Linked DNA regions of Anas platyrhynchos: all the other regions are linked to region 3. The links are chromatin contacts, called in public Hi-C maps. All regions are on one chromosome and are shown on one strand. The core of a region is the stretch at or near the end of the contact, and the rest is flanking DNA. Distances in the headings are between cores, read along the strand shown. Region 1 holds the start of ATP12A (ATPase H+/K+ transporting non-gastric alpha2 subunit). Region 2 overlaps LOC101804044. Region 3 overlaps GRAMD1B (GRAM domain containing 1B).

Region 1 (3,415 bases), core at 9-2,508, 72 kb after region 3:
TGGCATACATCATGAAATCTCTGATGTTTATAAGCATATTGAAAGGTTTCTGTTCAAGCTCCAGGACACAATCCAGTTCTCAAAAAAATTAACAAGCAGCAGAAACTCAATGTGAAACCTTTCCCGATGCAATTCTGTATCTTACATAACGTTTTAAGATTTAAGAACGCCATGGAAAAAGACAAATAAAAGTAAATTGAGAAATAGACGCAGTTCTGTTTTTAAATATAAACATAGCTTAAGGAGGTATGAACTCTAGTCACTGGAAGCCAGTCCCTAGTTTGAATGTGTTTGCTCTTGGTCCTGTTGAAGCAGTAAAGCATGTTTCTGGGTTGTCTTACACGTATGGCTTGAAATGGTCCATGTTAGTTATTTCTATTAACGTGGTATTAACGACAAATGGAGTCATCTGCCAGTGACTGTGGTACCTCACAGCATCTCCAATGATGCAATTTTAAGCTCATGAATTATATAACGTAGAACACTGCTGGAACGTTATATGTGCAGTGAGACCAGTTCTGCCAGACAGATGAAAGACATTCTGTAATGGTGAAGTATAGAAAATTTTTCATGTATGTCTTAGTTTTTCTTCAGTGAAATTACGGGGATGCAGAAAAAGTTTACCTCTGACTGATGCGATACACCGGGTATCAAGCATGTCATAAATCTTGTTATCACTCCCATATGGAAGCTGGTAATTGGCACAAGACAAACAATTTATACAAGCTGTTCAGGTAAGTGGTGTTGCTGAAAATGCATGGGGAAGTGATTTTTTTTTCCAGATCCACATGAAGGTTAAAAACGCAACAAATGCAATCCAAAATAAAAAATGAAGTCAAAGTTAAGAAACTTGAAGGAGCACTCCTCCATTAAATCCCTAGTTACCTAAACGTGGCAGGGATCTGACTTTTAGGGACCCAAGGCAGACATACAGAACAACACGTTAACAGCCAGGAGATACAAAATGTGCTCAGGCTTCCTTTACCCCACCACATGCTGCTGTGACAGCTAGAAATCCAAAGGGGAGTCCGGTGCTGGAAAGTCGCCGAAGGAAACTCTTTGCTTCTAGCAAGATGAATAATACACCTGTTCCCTAGTCGTGAGCAAACACTACAAAGGAATAATTAGAAACTATCTGACCTGAAACCCACATGCCCATTACTGTGGTATTTTTCCACCTACCACAGGTGAAACAGAAGATGGGCTGGACCTGGAAGGGAAGGGGTGGAGTGGCAGCACAAGATGCTGATTTATAAAGCACTAGCAAACAGTGCTCTTTCTCCACAGGCTTTGGACAACGAACCCGTCCTGCCTGAAGGATGCCAAAGCACAAGCAGGATTCCAGCTAACGTCTGCTTGTCAGCTGAGAGGGAACTACAACCTCTGTGAGCTTTCGCACTGCAGTAGCCTGAAGTGCTCTGAGATACTCTGTGGTTCGGCTGGGCTTTTGCTTTTCATCCACACCCTTTGGCTTGGCTGTTTCATTCCATCAGCAAGGGAATAAAATCAACAAGATGGTAAAGGTGAGTACACTGTTCACCAGAACTACTGCTACTGCACAAGTTTCTTAAGAATAAGCACTGAATTAAGTTTTAATATACATGTATGTGTTATAATTGTGGGCTAGTGAAAATGGAACTGGTACTAGACAATGCTGGGCATCCAGTGTCACTACTCAAATTTTCACTCTAGAGAGGAGTGAATTTCTAATCCTAAAAAGTAAAGACTGGATAGGAAATGCTTCTAGGAATGGCTAGTTTTGTAATCAACAGCTTTATGAATGATAGCTCTTTTGCAAATGCCAAAATCTGAGATTTTATGAAAATGTGCAGGTTAAAGGTTACGTGTATATCATGCACAGTGATCTGCTGATTTTAGTGACTTCATGAATTTTCTTTATTCTCTTCCTGTGACACTCTTGCAACAAATAGTTGTTTTCTATCTGTCCTGGTCTCTACTTTCTAGAGATTTGGAAAGCCAAACAGATTTTGGGTTGGATAGTTAAAGGGAGGAGGAGAAATGTGAAGGAAAAATCCCAACTGATAATCCAGACTAAATCTTCCACAAGATAAAAAATCAGAACATCTTGTAACAGAGATGTTCTTTACCTGGGATATGTATCAAACAAATCCAAGTGCTTTAGGGAGAAGGATTCTAGACTTGTAACTGCTCAAACTACCACCAGCTCTTAGCTTTTCCCTTCCCTCCTTCCTCAAGATACAACTTCAAGATTTCAACATTGTTCTAACTAAAGGGCATTGGAGGACAGGGTGCCAGTTTTGAATTCATAATTATAGCAAGATATCTGAAACCTTTCTTTTCCTTGTTGTTTCCATCACCTGAGCTGTGTGGTTTAGTCTGTTTGTAGGATGCCTCCTTTCAACTCAACCGGAACATTACCTTTGCAGAACAGCTCTGAACATTGACATCTGTCCTACAAAAATGTGTATGTACTTGTTAGACAGACCGGTAGCAGCAGCAGCAGCATACGAGTGCATCCATCTCGCTAGTAGAGCACACCATCAGATAAGATCCAGTATGACTCTCACAAAGCTCTGATGGTTAATCTCTAAGGAAGCCTCTGAAATGGGGTCAACCAATAGTTCTTCCAAGGAATGGCATGTAGCTTACAAGATAATTAATATCTGGAACGTTATGATTATAGAAGCTGGTAAATTGGCAACACAGGAAGTTTGCCCTTCAGACTACGGTGTTAACTTAAACTTGGGAGGCAGCAACATCCCCACCCCCTCAAGTTATCAATAAAAGCAGAACATCAGGGCAGCAGCCCTCAGTTATTTAAGTCTCGTGTACCTGCTACTAGATTGACAAGTATGAGTAAAGAGAGAAGGCAGAAGTAACAGGCTTGGTTCTCCCTGGCAACCATTATGTTGTTTGCCTCAATTTCTATGTAATCCATTGCAAATGTGTAAATATAAATGTTAATTTTATTTCAAAAAAAAGAAAAGTTAAAGTCACATATCTAAAAAGCTCCAGGAACAGCCAAAGAAAAAAAGTTCTCATTTAAATTTTTTCCTTCCTTTTCCTTTACTCTTCACTTTTCTTTTAAACAACTTTTGCTTTTATATTTATCTCCTCTTTAGAGCCAATACACGACAATGGTTTTCAGTGGTAATCCTGAGATCATAAGCAATATTCATATGCTTTGTGTTAGACCATGTACTCCTGGAAGTGTTGCACTCTCTAAAGGAATCACTGCCAGTTACATATGCTGAAGACCAGATCACGAGTGATCTATCACTTGCTCTAGAAATCTCAGGACAAGAACTAGTGCTCTAAGTTGCCAGCAGAAAAACAAAACAAAAACCAAACAAACAAAAACCAGTAGCTGTTTGTAACTTGTCTCAAAAAAAGTGAATTTGTCAGTCTGAAATGTTTGCAGTATTTTTTACTG
Region 2 (3,320 bases), core at 517-3,016, 120 kb after region 3:
CAGCATCAATGGGGAAAGGTGATTATACATTTGTTCTGTTAGCAAAATACAGATCCTCTCTTAACATAGGCTTCACTGAGTCAGCCTTCTATTGTGACCTTTGTTGAGTAACCATGGCATACTCACTGTGTTCGTCATGTCCAGGGAAGCTGAAAAGAGCACCTTTTCTACAGAAAAGCTCATATTGCTGAAGCAGCTCATGATCCTGTGGGATAAAAGAGGGTCCAAGAGTTAAAGAAATGGGCAGGTGGAAAAAAACTGCAGAAAGGTGAGAGATGGCCCTGCAACAGACACCTGCAACTCACCTGCCCTTCCCCTACTTCTGCTTTACTTTCACTGGCCAGGCTGCCCAGTGAGGGTACAACTGCCGGTGCATCCTGTCCTTGGGCCTGCTGCTCCATCTCTTGTTTCACAAAGATATTCTTGTGCTGAGCTCTCCCAAGAAGGATTTCCAGAGCTTTCATTAACTCTGTTACCTCTTGCCATGGTGCACCTAATGGAACCCAATAAGCAATTAAATTGGACTTCTACAGAACTGTCAAGTTGTCATCACCAGAGCAAAAGCAAGAGCAGGCACCTTTCTCTGAAACTTCCCCAGATGGCTTCAAGATGCCTCCTAAAAAGACGACCAGACACTGCCATACTCATTAGGCTTGGACTTCTGGGAGGTGCTGTAACTGTGCTCACCCATGCCTAAGCTGACAGACCTGTATTCTGTCAACAGGCTGTCAACTCTTCAAGAATTACAACAACACTGGAAGACACAAGCTCATCCGTATGAGATGTGCCTTTTTTTTTTTTTTTTTTAACCATTCCACTGTTTCTTCCTTCCCGCTCCACTTCTCTCTTGCTCTGCCCTTTCTCTCACCTGTGTGCCCTACTGCTCGGAAGTTGCTGCTACAGTGCTCATCACACGGTTCAACACCCACTGCTGCCCAGCTGCTCTCTGCAGGTTTATGCCCGCAAATCCTTTGCCTGGCAAAGATTTTCCGGCCTTCAGAGTCCAGTGCTTGCACCATGTCCTGTTTACAACAAATAGCGTTTTACTTTGCAAGCCTCACAACCCATTCATTTCACTTTCTTGCTCTCATATCAAAACAGAGATTAGCACAAGCTATTTTATGCTAGGGTACAATAAAAAAATTAGTGTACAATAAAATCAAAATAGGGTACAGTGGGGAGTAAGACCTATCATTCCCCACTTCAGGGGAACCATCCATCTCACAAGTTTCACAGTTCCAAGACTCCCCTTCCCTCAATCGTTTCTTCACACTGACCGTGAGACCTTGAATCTGCTGCCTGACTCCGTTGTAAAACACCAGCACGTCCATCCTGTGTTTTGCCAGCTGAGATGCCAGGTGCAAATTCTGATCCTCCAGCTTATCATACAGGGTGCAAACACTGAAATCCTCCAGATCTCTCACTGCAAAACACTCTTCTGAAACACGAGGTAAGACTCAAGCCTGAACACTGGCCACAAATCTATTCTATTACCCCCCAAGGGGCACTCACTATCCATAGGAGGCAACAGTGTTTTGTGTACTGAGAGTAAATACCATGAATAGGCAAGACACATAAGGAAAGGTCTCATTCCCTAGTAAGGGGGAGGATGACGGAGCGTTACTATCAACTTCTAACTTGTCCAGTAAACTGTCAGGGTGCTACTTCTCTACCAGATTTGTAGCTGTGAGTGGTAGTTTCTCCATGAACTGTTCTCAGCACCACTAGATAGTGCCATCTACTGGGCTCCAGACGTGCTGTGAACATCCTGAAATTGCCAAGATGAGGTCATCGAAGGCCTTTTTAGGCCCACGAATCACATGCATTCAGAGAATAGAATAAACAACAAAATAGTCCAGGGGATTATTGTTAAAGATCTTTTTTTTCTTCACTAATCATTTGAACCCAATGTTGGTCCAAATTATTTTTCAGAGCTAGCCACTTGCCCTCCTACCTTCTAGGAGGGCAAAAAGAAAACATAGTAATGGAAAAAAAAAAAAAAAAACTAATTCATTCCAATGATGGGAGGTTACAGTCCCCAGCTAAAGAGATTAAGTGAACCTAAAATAAAAAGACGTGTGTGTAAACATCTACATACAAGTGCAGAGCAGTAAAAGTGCCTGTGGCCATGTGTGAACATATTTCTAGGTGAGAAGGTATCAAAATCATCATACCAGGCTAACAGAAGACACAGAATGGGGAGCAAGTGGTAAGAAAGCAATGGGAAAACAGCTGGGGTTGGCACATCACTTCACCTTCCTTATGTGCAGCTCCTTTCTCTCCAAAGCCAGCATCTTCTCCAGAACCACGAGGGCCAAGCGTCTGATAGTACTGCAGGCTAGAGGCAAGGACAGAAGCTGGTGAAGGGCATCTCTGTGTCTGACATACACATTCACCCTGGTCAAATCAGACACTGCCCTATCACTACTTCAGTTCAAGCAGAAGAATGTTTTTTTTTTTCTCTAGGTTCAAAACAAACAGAGGAAGCCTGGGTCAGGCAGTTCTTAGAACAGTACTCAGTGCAGAGGGCACGGTAGAGCTGTCATGCACTGTGCTGGAAGAGAGCTGAAACACTGCTGGGGAACACCAAGAAACTTCCCATGCAGCCAGAAACTCAGGCTATTGTGCTGCTGGCCAGGAGTCCAGCCCTGGGACTGAAGGAGGCAGAAGTGCAGCAGGACATGATTTGGTACTATTGAGGCGTGAGCTGTTGCTTATCTACCACCCGAAGGCAGCTTACCTGTCTTTGAGAAGGACGTACTCTGGGGAGATGTGTGGCTCACCCAGGCTCCTCCACCGTGGCTTCCAGCTCTTCAGGGGGTTAAGGATGGGCACAGTGGGCTGAAGCACAATAGCCAGGGTTGTCAGCACCACGGTTAAGAAGCCCAGAACAAAGAGCACCGCTGGGGAAGCCACAAGGGATGGCAAGAAGTGAGAAACACAAGAAGCAGTTTGTGTCAATAGCACTGTCTCCCTCTACACTCCACTAAATGCTCTCCTTCCCACAGAAACCAACATTTAGCAAGTTTCATCTTCATCACACAGGCTTCTGCTCCTCCCCTCCCTGATCTGGTACACACAGGCAAGGAGAGAAAATGTTTTCCACGCAGGTAGTTAAGAGAACCAAGACTCCTGCTTTCATTTCCATCATTTTGCTGTCCTCTCTCTGAAGGACAAGAGTCTGGTACAGGCAGAACACTTACAGAGAGGTAGGGCTTTGGGAAAAGACCTTAACTGCCCTTCTGGTTACCCTTTAGTGAACTCTTAAATGATGCATTTAATTTCAGTTTAGTTTATCATGGAAACATACTGACACTTTC
Region 3 (3,534 bases), core at 745-3,244:
CCCAATGCCCCAAGGGTTTTGATGACCTTTAATGGAGTGTTTCCTAAAAGATAAGATCCCGTTTCTGCGCATGCTGTTAAGAAGGGGCACAGTTGCTGATATAAAAAGTAAAGGAGGGATGGGGTGGGACTATGTCGCAAATACACTGACATCTCCCTTGTTCTTGAGCACAAGTGTAGGTTTTCTAAGCTCAGATCATCATTTTAACATCTCAGAGCCTTACAGGAGAGAATGAGTTCATTTTCTCATTAATTTCTCTGTGGGCAGATCAATTGAAAGGTGGGTGGAAAAAGACACTGACAGGCAGCTGAAGTTCTCTCTGCCACCAGTAAATGATGCCTGTCTACTGCCTGATTTTACTGGGGAGATCAGTAACAAGTGTGGCATGGGGTGCATTGCTTCAGGAAGCCAGATTTATCTTTTGTGTTACTGGAGAAATCTGTGGGTAATGCTTCACCTCAAGGGAGGGTGCAGTTGCTTTCTCTTTGAGCTGAAGGTTTACACTTGTCCTCTTTCTTTCTTTTTGCAGTACTGCCAGTAACTCAAACCGCAGCACGCCTGCCTGCTCCCCCATCCTGCGCAAACGCTCTCGGTCCCCAACACCGCAGGACTCCCAAGGAGACACCATGGTGGAAAAAGGCTCAGACCACTCATCAGACAAATCCCCTTCCACGCCAGAGCAGGGTGTACAGCGGAGCTGTTCCTCTCAGTCAGGCCGCAGTGGGGCCAAGAACTCCAAGGTGAGGAATGAGCAAATAACTTTGGTCAAGGTGTACATTTGTCCGCTGCTTTAAACTCAAGTGTGGTACACTGGTTTTGTTCAGTGCCTTTTTTACTTCTGGCTAACTCTTCTCCTTCTTCCCCCATCATAATTCTGAAAATTCTCCTAACTGGGAGCTGTTTGGGTAGGTCAGACTTCAGTGCACCTCCATCATCCTTTCAGTGAACTCAGTCCAGGAATTGCTGATGGCTTGTACAGCAGCTCCGTAATGGCTTTGGTAGGCTAATCTTTTTGCAATCAAAGCCCTATTTCCTTGGAAGGCTCTGTGATTTTAAGCAAGACCTTGAAAATCAGCTGTTGCAATCACTTTTTATCAACTGGATCGTGGAGGGTCATGAAAGAAATAAAGGCTCCTCTGTGCAGACAGCCTGCGAAGGGTCCATGCGTTTCTCCAGTCCTGTCTAAGCCCCGTGTTGAGATGAGGTTTAAATTGCACAAAATCAGTTTGCCAGTCCTCTGCACGTTGACTTTTACGGGTGCAGTATTACAACTGTCTGACAAACTCCATGGAAATCTTGGCTGGGTAGATGCTACTTTCCCTAGGGAAGTATTAGGTCTTTTGACAGATGGTCTTAGAACCAGTATCAGCCTTTGTTTGCCATACTCAGAGGAATAGGGCTTCAAGTTTGGGGACCCTTGATTTTCTGTGAGCAGTGGGACCTGGTAAAGCATGCTAGTGCCTTGGGAACCAAGCATAACCTTTGACTATAACCCTGATGTCAGTGGTGTATTATAAGATTACTGTCAGGAGCACTTGCATTTTTCCAGCTTTATGAAGTATTTCAGCCTGAACGACTTCCCAGTGTCACAGGTGGCAGAACAGCATAACTCTGATGGCTTGTGTGAAATGAGTTGTGGGATCTTTTACCCAATTTATTGCTGGATTGCACAAAAAGTCTTCATTCACTCCTCTTTGTGTTCACTGTCAGCAGAGAAAACAGGACTCCCTAGCCACTAAGGGAGGAGTATGTGTGCTCAAAAGGGGGCAAAGGGTTTTTTTCAAGATGATTCATTTGAGACCAGTCAGTTCCGAGGTTGCCTTGAGGTCAGACTTCTTCCTGTGCACACAGTAAGCTACAACCACCGCCCAGGATGGTGGATGGCAGCCTCATGATGGTGCTGTCAGCCTTGTGCGCTTGGGCAGTCTGTCCCCAAAAGAAAGCCATGCGCTTGGGAGGCAGGCAGGATGCAGGGCACGCTGTGTTTGTAGATGGGGTCCATCAGGAGAATCACGTCCTTGGTAAGGGGTGTTGCAGAGATGAGTTGCATTGCCCTGGCCCATGATGTGCTGTGATTCAAGGCCATGGGAGGGTGATTCTTGCCAACAGAGGAACTGTTAGTAATTCACGGTGCTTTTAACAAGGAAGGGGGGGGATACAATGCTTTCTGATGGGTTTGTGGGTTTTCCTTCTCTTGATTTGTGAGGTAATTTTTCTTCTTTCCTTAATTTCTCTCTTTTCATTCCTGCATGCTTTCTCTCCGATTAAGTCACACAAGCGCCTCTCCAAAGTAAGCCTTCTTTTTTCTCTCCTGTGCCCCACTGTAGAATTGTCTCATCACGCAGAAACCCTCCCCGTGGTACTGAGCAGTGACTCCAGTAAGGCATTCTCCTGGTGCGGCTGCGAGAATGTCAGCAAGAGCTCACCCCGATGCCTGTAGCTGAGAAGCTGGTTTCACTTATATCACTGGGATCTCCTTAATATTTGCTCACATGGTGCGAAAAGTGGCCTGTTCCTTACACTCCTTCAATTACTTCCAAAGAATTTTAGGCTTCATTTTAAGATTTGCTTTCTTTCTCCCTTAAAAATAGCTGCTGTCTTTACAGGGAGAGATCTGCTGGCTCTGGTGGGCTGAACATAATCCCTTCTCTTTCATCTCTTCTTTATGCCTTTTAGAAATGGGAGTCGATCTCCGTAACTTCTTGCCTGCTTTTTTATGATGAAGACTAGAGAGGCCATTGATCTCAGTTTACTGACCTTACATGTTTTTTCTGTGTGATGTAAATATTAAAGATCAGTGATTTCAAATGAACCCAGCTTAAACCTGTTAGAACAGGCCTGTCCCAAATGAATTGTGAGAATTCATGGGCTCGCTCTGAAAGGTAATAGTAGAAAATCCCTCTGTGGGTGCTTGGATTGGAGATAAGCTCATTTGAGATGTGATCTCAAATCTCTGTGCTACCCTCAGAAGAGTGTAAAAACCAGAAACGCTGATGGGATGCTTATTGGACAGAGTGCCAGGCTGCTGGCATTTCCACGTGTGTATGCAAGTTGAAACCAGAATGGCTTGGATGGCTTCTCGATCTACTAAATCAATGTCTTGGCTTTTCCCCAGTTGATGCCTTGGATTTAATTCCAGGCAAGTTGCTAGTTAGCAGCGAAGTTGACAGTACTGGCTTACAGTTCCCTTTGTCAGAACGCCCCGTGTAGCCAGCCCTATCTTGCATGATTGCTGGTGTCTGCTGGAAACTTCTCCGTATCTTTCTTTAGACAGCTCGTCTCTTGCATGGTAACTGTAGCTTGGATGCTACAAATGAGAACTGTGGGACTAAAGGTGAGGTGTGAAACAACTTCTATGGAAAACGCAGGGCTGGAGTAGCAGAGAGTCCCGAAAGGCTTCTGGTGAGTAGGGAGAGGTGTGTGGGTAGGGCAGGTCAGGGTTGGGCTGTGGCAGGCTGGAGGTGCCTTGCCAAGCTGTGGAGAGATTTGTCAGGAGAGGTGGGAAGAGCATTGGCACGGAGCGATGTGCATGCA

The links. A called contact is a pair of places that touch in the nucleus more often than the background predicts.
Region 1: a Hi-C map of subcutaneous adipose tissue shows a contact between it and region 3, with 1.9 times the contacts expected there. The contact joins the promoter of ATP12A here to the enhancer-like site in region 3. A contact is called at or near these places in 2 of 8 Hi-C or Micro-C datasets (liver and subcutaneous adipose tissue).
Region 2: a contact with region 3 is called in a Hi-C map of skeletal muscle, with 2.4 times the contacts expected there. The contact joins two enhancer-like sites. A contact is called at or near these places in 3 of 8 Hi-C or Micro-C datasets (liver and skeletal muscle).

The regions. Positions count from the first base shown.
Region 1 is chr25:7,848,807-7,852,221 of IASCAAS_PekinDuck_T2T, forward strand. ATP12A (ATPase H+/K+ transporting non-gastric alpha2 subunit) reads left to right here and starts at 1,259. Exons shown (of 23, transcript XM_005026624.6): 1 at 1,259-1,523. The coding sequence starts at 1,515.
Region 2 is chr25:7,892,740-7,896,059 of IASCAAS_PekinDuck_T2T, forward strand. LOC101804044 reads right to left here. Exons shown (of 63, transcript XM_072027710.1): 51 at 2,741-2,903; 52 at 2,256-2,338; 53 at 1,278-1,438; 54 at 869-1,022; 55 at 306-493; 56 at 127-205. Among named protein-coding and RNA genes, the nearest start is that of ATP12A, 44 kb to the left of the region's middle. Within about 2 kb of position 1,767, at least 1 of the 8 cell types and tissues checked has an H3K27ac peak or open chromatin away from gene starts, as enhancers often do.
Region 3 is chr25:7,776,382-7,779,915 of IASCAAS_PekinDuck_T2T, forward strand. GRAMD1B (GRAM domain containing 1B) reads left to right here. Exons shown (of 24, transcript XM_072027759.1): 6 at 530-740. Among named protein-coding and RNA genes, the nearest start is that of SCN3B, 46 kb to the right of the region's middle. Within about 2 kb of position 1,995, at least 2 of the 8 cell types and tissues checked have an H3K27ac peak or open chromatin away from gene starts, as enhancers often do.